4 separate regions of the Mus musculus genome follow, and all the other regions are linked to region 1. Evidence: chromatin contacts called from public Hi-C and HiChIP or PLAC-seq data. All regions are on one chromosome and are shown on one strand. The core of a region is the stretch at or near the end of the contact, and the rest is flanking DNA. Distances in the headings are between cores, read along the strand shown.

The links. A called contact is a pair of places that touch in the nucleus more often than the background predicts. HiChIP or PLAC-seq counts read pairs in DNA pulled down with a chosen protein or histone mark.
Region 2: a FOXA1 HiChIP or PLAC-seq map of pancreatic cancer cells shows a contact between it and region 1. The contact joins two enhancer-like sites. A contact is called at or near these places in 1 of 39 promoter capture datasets (cranial neural crest) and 2 of 115 datasets of contacts at active chromatin or transcription factors (embryonic stem cells and pancreatic cancer cells).
Region 3: a contact with region 1 is called in a FOXA1 HiChIP or PLAC-seq map of pancreatic cancer cells. The contact joins two enhancer-like sites. A contact is called at or near these places in 1 of 484 Hi-C or Micro-C datasets (pancreatic cancer cells) and 3 of 115 datasets of contacts at active chromatin or transcription factors (embryonic stem cells, extraembryonic endoderm stem cells and pancreatic cancer cells).
Region 4: a Hi-C map of epidermal suprabasal cells shows a contact between it and region 1, with 5 times the contacts expected there. The contact joins two enhancer-like sites. A contact is called at or near these places in 1 of 484 Hi-C or Micro-C datasets (epidermal suprabasal cells) and 2 of 115 datasets of contacts at active chromatin or transcription factors (both in embryonic stem cells).

The regions. Positions count from the first base shown.
Region 1 is chr13:5,548,084-5,550,783 of GRCm38.p6, forward strand. No RefSeq gene overlaps it. Among named protein-coding and RNA genes, the nearest start is that of Gm40661, 4.0 kb to the right of the region's middle. Within about 2 kb of position 1,313, at least 39 of the 459 cell types and tissues checked have an H3K27ac peak or open chromatin away from gene starts, as enhancers often do. A contact at or near this core is called in epidermal suprabasal cells and pancreatic cancer cells, where this site is marked.
Region 2 is chr13:6,008,576-6,011,275 of GRCm38.p6, forward strand. All of the region lies in intron 5 of Gm46401 (a long non-coding RNA gene), which reads left to right. Among named protein-coding and RNA genes, the nearest start is that of Gm46401, 94 kb to the left of the region's middle. Within about 2 kb of position 1,331, at least 36 of the 459 cell types and tissues checked have an H3K27ac peak or open chromatin away from gene starts, as enhancers often do. A contact at or near this core is called in pancreatic cancer cells, where this site is marked.
Region 3 is chr13:5,821,480-5,824,179 of GRCm38.p6, forward strand. No RefSeq gene overlaps it. Among named protein-coding and RNA genes, the nearest start is that of Gm35464, 7.3 kb to the right of the region's middle. Within about 2 kb of position 1,407, at least 41 of the 459 cell types and tissues checked have an H3K27ac peak or open chromatin away from gene starts, as enhancers often do. A contact at or near this core is called in pancreatic cancer cells, where this site is marked.
Region 4 is chr13:6,028,267-6,030,966 of GRCm38.p6, forward strand. No RefSeq gene overlaps it. Among named protein-coding and RNA genes, the nearest start is that of Gm46401, 110 kb to the left of the region's middle. Within about 2 kb of position 1,360, at least 67 of the 459 cell types and tissues checked have an H3K27ac peak or open chromatin away from gene starts, as enhancers often do. A contact at or near this core is called in epidermal suprabasal cells, where this site is marked.

The DNA.
Region 1 (2,700 bases), core at 63-2,562:
GCTGATGATCTCAGTTCAACCCTCAGGACCCAACATGCAAGGATATGATTGACTTTTAAAAACCGTCCCTTGATCCCTACGCGTGTGTTCTCTCTCTCTCTCTCTCTCTCTCTCTCTCTCTCTCTCTCTCTCTCTCTCACACACACACACACACACACACACACACCAATAAAATTTAAGTTTATATTTATCATTGTTCTGCATAAGAAGATATTAAGCACACATTATTTTTCTCTGATATAAGGGAGATGATGGATCAGGTAAAACTTAGGAAGATGACGATGACACCACTTATGACTGATTTCATTTCACTGAATTCTATGCCCCTAAGCTATCAATTTATAACTCGGAATTTACATGTCAGTAAAATGGGGATAATATTATGTATCTTAGTACTTTATAATATAAATTATATACAATGTAATAATAGACTGCTCTGGTCTGGCTAGTATTCTTGTGTAGTTCTAGGTTGAAGATTTAATTCTTAGTATATCAGAGCATGACTTAATGTGGACCCAGAGAGCTAATGAAGATTTTTAAAAAGGCATTAGAGTGGGACCCTAAGCCAATACACCTAGTGCCTTTATTAAAAGGATGTTAGGAAAAAGTTGTACATAGAGGGATGATCAGGTAAGAATAGAAGGAAAAGATTGCAATGGGCATATCCAAAAAGGGTCCTTGCTCATAGATAATGTGGTACTTCCAGCATCTAGAACTGTAAGAAGTTTATGTTGTCAAAATAACCCAATCTGAGCTTTGGGTTCTTTTTAGACCCCATTGGAGTATTAGTATATAACTATATGCAAACTAGGTACTCTGCAGTCTACAAAGGCTGCTTACCAATTATCAGCAGTTCCTCCTGTGTAGCAAAGGACAATGGGCAAAGCAGCAATGAGAGACTTTATCACTCAGCTAATTACTAACATTCTTTACTTCCTGCTTGTTCTAGTGCCTCAAACAGTCTCATTTAAGTTCCTTGTTTCCATGGATGTTTTCTTATTATTACCTCCAGGTATTTTTCTTCAATGTTCATTCTTTTAATTAGGAGGAAGAACATACAAATATGAAATGAAGTGCGAATTACAAATTATGCAAAATTCTGACCCAGTGGATTAAGAAATCAACAATATCATCAAAGCATAAACAAGCATGGGAGTAATTAAAATGAAACTTGACTGTCACAGAAACCAGTTTATAGACCTTGGTAAATGATTTTACAGGAAGAGACTTTCGCTCACGCAGACACACATTAAGCACTTATGATCGGCTTGTAAACTTTCCAGTTCTATGAGTCAGGGCTTAGGACCTCAAGGTAAAACGAAACACCTCCCAGGAACTAACCAGGCCAAATACTGCATAACTTTCAGGCCAGATGTGTTCAGGGTGCTATAACCATTGACTTCTGAGCTCTGTTTATAATATTCTAGTTGAGACAAGCACTACACTATGATTGTTGAAATTCAAAGACCAAGTGCTGCTTCTGTGTATGACTCCAAGTACGAACCTGATTGTGGTAATGAAGAAATGAGAGAAGACAGGTGTTTGAACAGAAAGCTGGGATCCTATAGAGCAGGCTCTCTGAGAAACCCCCATACCCCACAAGCACAGCATGTGTAAAGTAGAACAGTAAGACAACCAGTTGACTGCATACAACTGATCAAGGTGATAGATTTATTTCTGTACAGAAAAGTAATGAGGCAGAGTTGATGGTGTCCAGCTGACATGAGGAGAGAGGTTTACCTAAGCTCAGTAGTAGCGATCTCTGTAGAGGAGCGGTCTTCAGGCTGAAAATATTCGCAGGACTAAAGCTATGGTGGACATTTTCCGCACAGTATTAGCATACACACATGGACCACAAGGTGCAGAGTCCAGCATGGCCCTGGTGGGGACAAAGTGACATGGTGACATCGTTCCTGCCCCAGGACAGCGCCCCGGTATAAGCCTCCTGGAATCTAGATGGGCACTGTGGGCATAAGGCTTGTTTGTGTAATAATTTACATATTTCACATTCCTCCAAGAAATGTCCTCTGTGTTAATTTTAATGACTCCTTGATGATCAGCCAACAGGAGACCAGGAGGTGAAGGTGTGGCTAAAGTCTCAGCAAAATGGTGAAGTCTGGGACCTTCAAGACAACCCTTAAGGCTATGGGAAAGAGCTCTAGATACCGGAGTTTGAAAATATATAATTTCTCAACTATGCAAAATATAAGAATGCAATATGAATTATGAGGGGCTTCATGAATCTAAAGGAACAAAGGCAGCTGCACTAGGAGCCAGCTTGTCAGAAAGATACAAAGGCAGGCAGATTGAATTCAAGGTCAGCCTGGGACACATAAAGGTGAGGCCCAGGTGTGGTAGAAATGGTAATTTCAGGGAAGAGACCCACCCAACTACTTAATCCTTTGTGTTTAACAAAGGAAGACTGATCTTTGAATTCTTTTGCAGCCTTTGGAAAAAAAAAATGTTTGCTTGCTTTCACTTCTGAATCCAGATGCTGATTCATAGAATAATCTAAAGTAAACCTGGAGTAAATGACTGGGTTGATAATGTAAAATAAAAGACAAGACCTGTGTTCTGCAGGAGGTGAGCTATTCAGAGAACTTTTTAGGAAAAAAAACAGAAAACTGCTTGGAGAACTGACAAAGAGACAGGTGCGCACGCGCACACACACACACACACACACACACACACACACACACA
Region 2 (2,700 bases), core at 81-2,580, 460 kb after region 1:
TGCCTCTCATATACACCACTCCCTCTCAAATTGACAGCCTCTTTTACTTTGATTATTATTGCTACATATATATGTTTACACACACACACACACACACACACACACATATATATACATATATATGTGCAGCATTCTATAAATGTAACCCATTGAGTCCATTTGGTGTTGCTTGTATGAATATGGTTTTAGGGGTGACCACTTTGTATTAGAAAACCAATTAGGATGCTCATTCCTGGGAGAGGCTAATTCTCCTCCACCCAGAGGTCATCAGCTGCCTATAGTTCTCTGGCTAGGAAAACATTTAAGGCCCATGGTACTCTCAGAAGAGAGAATAGAAAGATGAAGGGCCAAAGAACCTGGAAGTTGGCTATGAGATTATGTTTCCTAGAAAGAAAAGAGAAATTACTGCCAGGATACCTGAACACTATGACTTCCCAAACAAGATTTGAATGATACCCATGCCAAAAGACAAGCTAATGTGGAAAAAGGAACCCTCTTTTCAGTGTTCTTCTTTTATTTTTGAAATTATAATAAAATTACATCATTTCTTTTCATTTAAAACAAATATTTGGAAATATAGTCCTGCTAAATAGCGTAATCTAGCCTTGAACTTTCCTGCTGACACTCTTTGAGAGTCATTCTCCAGAATGTCTTAAATTTCAGGCCTATGCTTCCAGACTTGCCTCAGATGTAATTTCTCTCTCTGCTACACACTTAGCTTAGTTTATTATTTTTCTTTTGTGATAGCAGTAGCTGAATACTTGCTGACAGTAGTCTTCTCTCCATTCCACACACCTTTATTATATCAACTAAAATGAGCATTTGATAAAGGAGTTTGAGTTTTCTGTATCCTTCATGAGCCCATCAACATGGTCAGTGGATTCACAAACCCCTACATCTGACTTTGTAATAACCCCAGTTAGTTACTCATTTAGCACATTCTGCCTTATAATTCAAGACCCACTCAGGTGTGATCTATGCCAGTTTTTCAGGCCAGATTTTACTTTCCTAAAGATGTTTTTCTGGCTCTCTGTTTTTATAAGCCGTGTGCTCTATCACCATGGGAGTTCAACAGGGAGTGTAATTAAATGAGTCACACTTTGTAATGTGTCTGCAAGTGATAAGCACTATTGAAATTGTTTAAAAATCAAATTAAAAGGACTACACATTCCCAATCTATGTAGTGTATCCTCGGGTCCTAGCCTAAAGTGGCAATCAATGAACAAGACTAAATGAATGGGGGAAACTGACAAGATGCAGATTAGCTGCAACAAGGAGGAGAAATCATTGCATGAGTCATAGCAACCTGACTAATGAAACAGATCTGGGTCCCCACCCTTCAGGCCATATCCAGAAATAGATGCCAGGGTGCCTGCTGGCACCAGAGAAGGAACTTGTATTTGTTACAATTGCTGTGACAAAGAACTGGACAGAAGCAACCCAACAGAGGAGGGGCTCCTTTGGCCCATAATTGCAGAGGCTTCAGACCAACAAGCTGGGCAGACATGGAGGTGAGAATGAGCTGGTTCTTGGTAGCAGAAATGTATAGCTGCAGTTTCTTACATGGGCTGGTCAGGAAGCAGAGCCTGGACCAGAAGCAGAATTTGACTACCATCAAGATTTTCCATCCCCCGTGACCGATGTTCCCCCAGCTAAGACTATGTCCAAATATTTCTAGTGCCTTCAATAGAGCACTATCATCTGAGCACTGAATGGTCATACCATAAGCCCTCTGGGGACATTTCACCTACAATTCCTAACAAACGTCTTAATTTAAAAAAAAAAATGACACCCTGAAATATTCTGCACTTACTCTGTGGAGAAGCGAACCTGGAGATCAGAGTTAGATGGTAGAAGAGGCCATGCTAAGGGGTTATAGAGCAAGTGAAGCAATCCTGCCAAAGGAGGTGTTCTGAGTACTGGTCTCCAAGTTTTCCAAACAAGCTTGCTCTATGGTGGTAGAGAAGTGTAGAAGGCACTGGTCCAGTTGGAGAACCTGGTGCAGTTCCTCAGTGCAGTTGTAAAAGGAAGCTTCTAAGAAGCTCTGATAATTGACCTTAGCAGGCTAAGTTATACACCTGCCATCCCCCTCGACTCAATTCATTTGCCTATCTCATTATTTGTGCTTTCCCCGGCCTTATTGAAATCACAATTATTTGTGAATTAGTTGGATCCGAGGTAATAAGGTTTTCTCCGGTATCTTTAATTATATGTAAAAGTGGCAAGATAATTCCTTCATTTAGCATAAGACAAAGGGGATTAATTAAACATGAAAAAGAGAGAGAGGGAGACACAGAAGTCAGATATGGGAAGGGTTTCTTGTATTCAGCATTAGGAATCTCAAGAGCATGAGGAGGAGGGAATTACCATCTGTGAGTCTTTGAAAGGTTTCTGTTTGTACTTAGCTGGCCTTGTCCATCTTTCCATCCTGTGGGCACAGGCTGTGGAAAAACCATTTAAGGACTCCATACTGGCCAACTTTTCCAGTTATAGGATGCTCAAAACTCAAAACTATGTCTGTGAGTTGACTTCATAGCACTTTCTAAGACTCCAGAGCCACAGGATGAAAAAGAGAATGAATTTTTGCAAACTACCCTCAATAGGCATGCTGTGGCATGTTTGCACCTGTTTACACACAAATAAAATAAAGAAATGTAAAAAACTGTTATTTTCTCAGCTGAATATGTTTTCCAATGGGGC
Region 3 (2,700 bases), core at 157-2,656, 270 kb after region 1:
CCTGTCAGTCAATGTCCTCTTGGAGGTCTGGGGAGACAGCTTGGGTTTGCTGCGAAAGCATAGACCTGGGTTCAGATCCCTAGCACCCACAGAAAAGCCTTGAATGGCAGCGTGTACCTCTACTACTCTGACGTTCTCTAGCCAGCTCCTCTAGCTGAATTCAGGAACTCCAGATTCATTAACACATCCCATCTCAAAACATAAGGTGGAAACTGACTGAGAAACATATACAAGATTGACCTTCAGCCTCCAAATGCACATATACACACCTTTGGGCATGTGAGAAGCGTGTGTGTGTGTGTGTGTGTGTGTGTGTGTGTGTGTGTGTACACAGAGATACAAACACACAGCACATGCACACAAAGGCCAATAGCTCAAGGTCCTGTTAGGTGATATCATTTCTTATTACTTCCTTGGGAGCTAATTCCAAGAGAAGGTTTAAAGGTACATTTAAGAAAAAAAAAAATAAATGTAGGAATTCGTAGTCAATTACACCTGGCACTAACTAAAAGAATGATTACTTAGTGGACTTTCATAACAACAAAATTTCGCAGAACCTCAAAACATGTAAAATTTTGAATTTTTATCAGAAAAGTGTCTTTCCCAAAGTTACTTTTTTTTTTCCTTCCACACAGACAGAATTCACTTTGAGGATGGCCTCAGTAGGATATTCTTCCTAAAAGCTTACAGTGTCTGACAGGCCCTCTCACAGGAGCATTAACATGCAGCCCCCTGGGTCCTGCGTCTCCAGCAATAAATACCTTCCATTCGGTTAAACCACAATCACTCACCGATAGGGTATCCACTTTAAACATTTCCCAGGAAGGCCTCTTTGGTGTCAGAGCCTGTATTAAGCACTGGCCACCTCGAGACAAATAATCAGGTCCTCAGCCCCATGTGGCTTTACTTCCTAACTCCCAATGTTGCAAGTCCAGGGTTAGATAAGTCTAAGGATTGGGAAAACTGAAGCTCTGAGGTCCCTTGTCCCCAAATGCTAGCATAGAAGAGACTTGATACTATACTCAAAAGGAGGACCTCTCCTTGAACATTCAAGCATATGAAACATTGTTTAACATCATTACTGCTGGAATAACCTGTATCTTCAACCATGTCAGTTCACAAAGCTTGGGATTTTGCCCAGGAAGCTCTGGAGAATGAGGAGTGCCGCAGAACAGACCCTTCGGAAAACTGTACGTGTGTACTGCACAGTCGAGCCTCAAGACCCGATAGCGAAGTCTGGTACCTCAGGAAGCCTCCCTCTGCTTTTATTTCACTGGGGAGAGGCTTTTCTGTTTTGTTTACACATCTTTCAAATTCCTCCATAAGACGTCACTGCTTCCGAAGCCTGGTATTTACAGTGGGAGCTTTGTAAAGTCACAGCCCACTGTACACTCGGGTGGCCAGTGCTCTCTCCACAGTCGCCTTCCTCAGACCTCTCCTGAGGAGGAAGCAGCTGCCACTTCTTTTATTCAAAGCCTGCACGGGTCAATTCTTTGGACTATACAGTATACAGAAACAAAAATGGGGTTCACCACCATGTCCTATGAATGGAATCTCTGCACAATAACCCAGTTGCATTTCTTAACAAAGGTGGTCAAAAGTTGGTTCTTATATTGGTTGAATGGGCATATATGCATGTCATTTAGCTTTACTTTCAAATTCTTCTTATAATGTAAAGAAAAAAAAAAAAAAAAAACACGAATGTGTGGTTAAACCAAAAGCCCAAAAGTCCACTAGCAAATCAAACTGGAGGGAGATGGGAATTCCTCATGCTGAATTCTTAGGGTGTCTGCTGCCTTACCTGTTACCCACAGCCCAAAGCACAGTCTGTACGGCATCGTTTACGGTGTTTCCTGTGTTGTTTGTTTACTGGTGACGTCGTGAGTAAGAGACATGGTGAGTGAATGTGTGTGCATGAATTTCCTTCATTAGTCACAATGGCAGAAAGTCTCAGCAAGTCTGGCTGTGGAGGTTCTGAGCAGGCGTTATGTCATCACTCTGACCTTATGCAAAGCAGAATCATCCCAAGCTAGGAAGACAGAATGTCAACAGAAAAACTCTACATGTCCCTCCCTGAGTTCCCAAGTCCAGCTTTCTATTTCTCCCTTCTCGATCCCATGCATGCCCACAGGAAGAGCAAATGTGCACTTAATTACGTACATATTCACTAGCACACGCATGGGCAAGGATACTTGTATATCTGTCCACATGCATACAGTCATACACTAATACACTAGATACACATACACTTATAATCTCATAGAACTAAATACATACACAGATTGACTTCCCTGTATTTAGTTGACACAGGCATGTGGACACATATATGCACATATATGTAATTACAATCTTATTCGTACACATAGACAAAAATATATGCACCCAATACATACATATTAACACACATAGGTACCCATTCATACATTTGTAACATAAAAATAGGCATGCGTGAAGAAACACAAACACATAAATATAGACTCTAGTTCCCACAAAGATATATACTCAGTTATGTATGCATATACACTATCACACACACACACACACACACACACACACACACACACATCTATTTATATGTCTATTTTCAATACACATAAAGATGGGTGCACATACATGCTACATGTGATCATATGCACATAGTCATAACCAAAAAGGCACTCGTAAAATACATATATGTACTTTCAAAGAGAGTTACATGTA
Region 4 (2,700 bases), core at 110-2,609, 480 kb after region 1:
TAGTCTAAGAGTGAATGGAACCCATGCTATTAATTTCCAAGGGTAATGACATATCCATGATTGATGAGAACATACAAAGAACACGTTGTAAGGTACGCCTGAGAGTTTCAGTCAAATTATTATCTAAGATTGTTTTTCCTTCCCTGTTTAAGTCTCTTTGCTTCATGGGGAGTATCAAGTAGAGACATTTCCAGAGATGGGGAAAGGCTTCAGCTGGAAATGTGCCTGTCACATCACACAGATATGAGGGCATTCGTACAGATACCCCAGCACCCATATGAAAGATTGGGCATGGTGCCATGTTTCAGTAATGACGGTGTTAGAGTGCAGCAGACACAGGACAATTGCTGGAGCTAGCTGACCACTCAGTCCAGCTGAGGCAGTGAGATTCAGGGTCAGTTAGAGACCTCAAGGCAAAGAACACTCGGGGAATATATCTACTGCCAACCTTTGGCTCTACACTTAATGCTCACACCCTTGCAAACACACACACACACACACACACACACACACACACACACACACACACAGTAGAAGTGGTGAGAGAGAGAAGAGAGCAGGAAAGGGGAGGGAGAAAATGTTTGTACTTAGAGTAGCTTCAGAGTTTGTGCCTTGCCTTATCCCAATGAGGATCAATGATGAGCCACATCAAAAATCCCTTTGTTCCTCTTCAATGGCAGGCTATTTGTATTAAATCCAAGCAAGAGCAATAGCACGCCCAGCACAACCCCTTTGCATAATCTTATATAGGATTAACAGGGTTAAACCTAGAACACCAGGGATGACTTTGCCCTTGAGACACACCTGTGAGTGAAACTGCCAAGCTGCCAGGGCAATCATTGTAAAACAGGGTTACACTTGAGCTATAGAGTTAACTGACAAGTTGGTGCAGAAGCAGTCGAAACTTCGCTCTTGCCAGGAAAGAGATCTGCAGAAACTATGAATAGAAGAGAAAAAAAAAAAAAGTTCAAGGTAAATGGAGCTGTTCGGCCTGAAGAAAGGCTGATTGTTTTTGCAAAAAAAAATTTCCCCACAGACTTGGCAGCAATTAACAGAGAAGTGATAACCAAGGTAAGAGAATGGAGATTTCAGATGAATATGTAAAAGACTAAAGTCATGTTTAATGCAAAGAAGTAAGCAAACAGTAGAAATAATTAAAAGCTGTTAAGGCATATGTCTGTTGGCTGACACATATGTTATTAGACTACAAGACTATATGGCCAGTTGCTTCTAAGAATTTGTCTTTGCCACAAACCATTCCAATGAGTAATAATGTACAATAACATTTGGTATCCATGAGGCACTGTCCATCCAGTCCGTCAGAGTTTCCATCCTCGGTGTTGCTCTTCAGCAGCCGGCTAGGTTATGACATCAACTGTGGAAGCAATTCGCCTCTGCCTTTTCCAAAGCAGCTGCCTTTGGTTACCTGTTTCAGCCAGCTATTAATTGTCTGCAGATGGAGGTTGTGACACAGGGGTGGCCCCTTTCTGCCAGTCATCGAGCTCAACATCTGGATCGCACCCCACCAACTCTTCTTTAATATTGGCCATTAAGGGATAAAGAGAGAAATGGCTGCTGGCTTTGTTTATTTATTTTAATCTCCGATTCAGTTCCTTCCACTTCTCTCCTTCCTCCTTCCTCATTCTCTTTCTCTTCCTCTTTCTGTTTCCTACTTACTCTGCTGATCCTCTTCCTCCTTCTTTTCTCCTTTCCACCCTTTCCTCCTTTGTCCCCTCCTCCTCTTCTTTCTCATTCTCTCTTTCTTTTCTTTTCCCTCCGATATTTTTCCCTCCTGTCTTCCTTCTCCCTAGACAATCACAGGCTGTGTTATCAGATTAACTTCCAACTACCTGGAATGCCAAAGTAGAAAATAGAAAACCTCAGAGTAACAGCCAACCATAAAGTAAGGTCTGGTTGATCACTGCAAGATTGGTATGAGTGTCTGTTACAGTCCTGCAGTTCTCTGGACTCCTGACATGTGGTTTCCATAAGGTCAAGGAGATTCCATGAGCCTCTGTCATCACTCCTATTCCACCATTTGGGAGGAGGGAGGGCAAGGAGAGGGTGTCTCTTCCATTTAAGGAAGTTTTTTGGAAGCTGTAATTTTACTCCTACCCACCCAGTAGGTGGGACTTAGTCATCTGTGTAAACCTGGCTATAGGGAACTGGTGAATGTGCTCTTTATCGGGGTAGCTATGCAGCTTCTTACAAACCAGAGGCTTCCTTACTGCGAAGCAGAAAGACAAATATTGCAGAACTTCTGGTTACACCTACAATGTGGCCTTCAAAGGTCCCAAAATAAATATAGTATGGATGTTTGTTAACTTAGACAATTGACTAGCTCGAACTTACAATAATTCCTATTGTAAAGTGGTCCCTGAGTTCCCACCAGAAAGGACAGACAAACACCAATTTTAGATAATTTATTCATGATATGCTGTAATCCTTCACAAATGCACTTTGTTTCAAGAAGCTCTTGATGTACTTTGTTAGTACTAAGAAGTTATATGAATTTAATCACTAATTTACATTTTCAAAGTACCTGTCCCATAAGATCATTTAATTCAATATATTATTTTATAATATATTTTATGAAATAATTATTGATTTCTAATAGTTATCAATAGCACCATTGTTCACAGATATGCTGATATCAACCAGTTCTGCAATTGTCAATTGTTTCCTAAGGTCACTCAACAA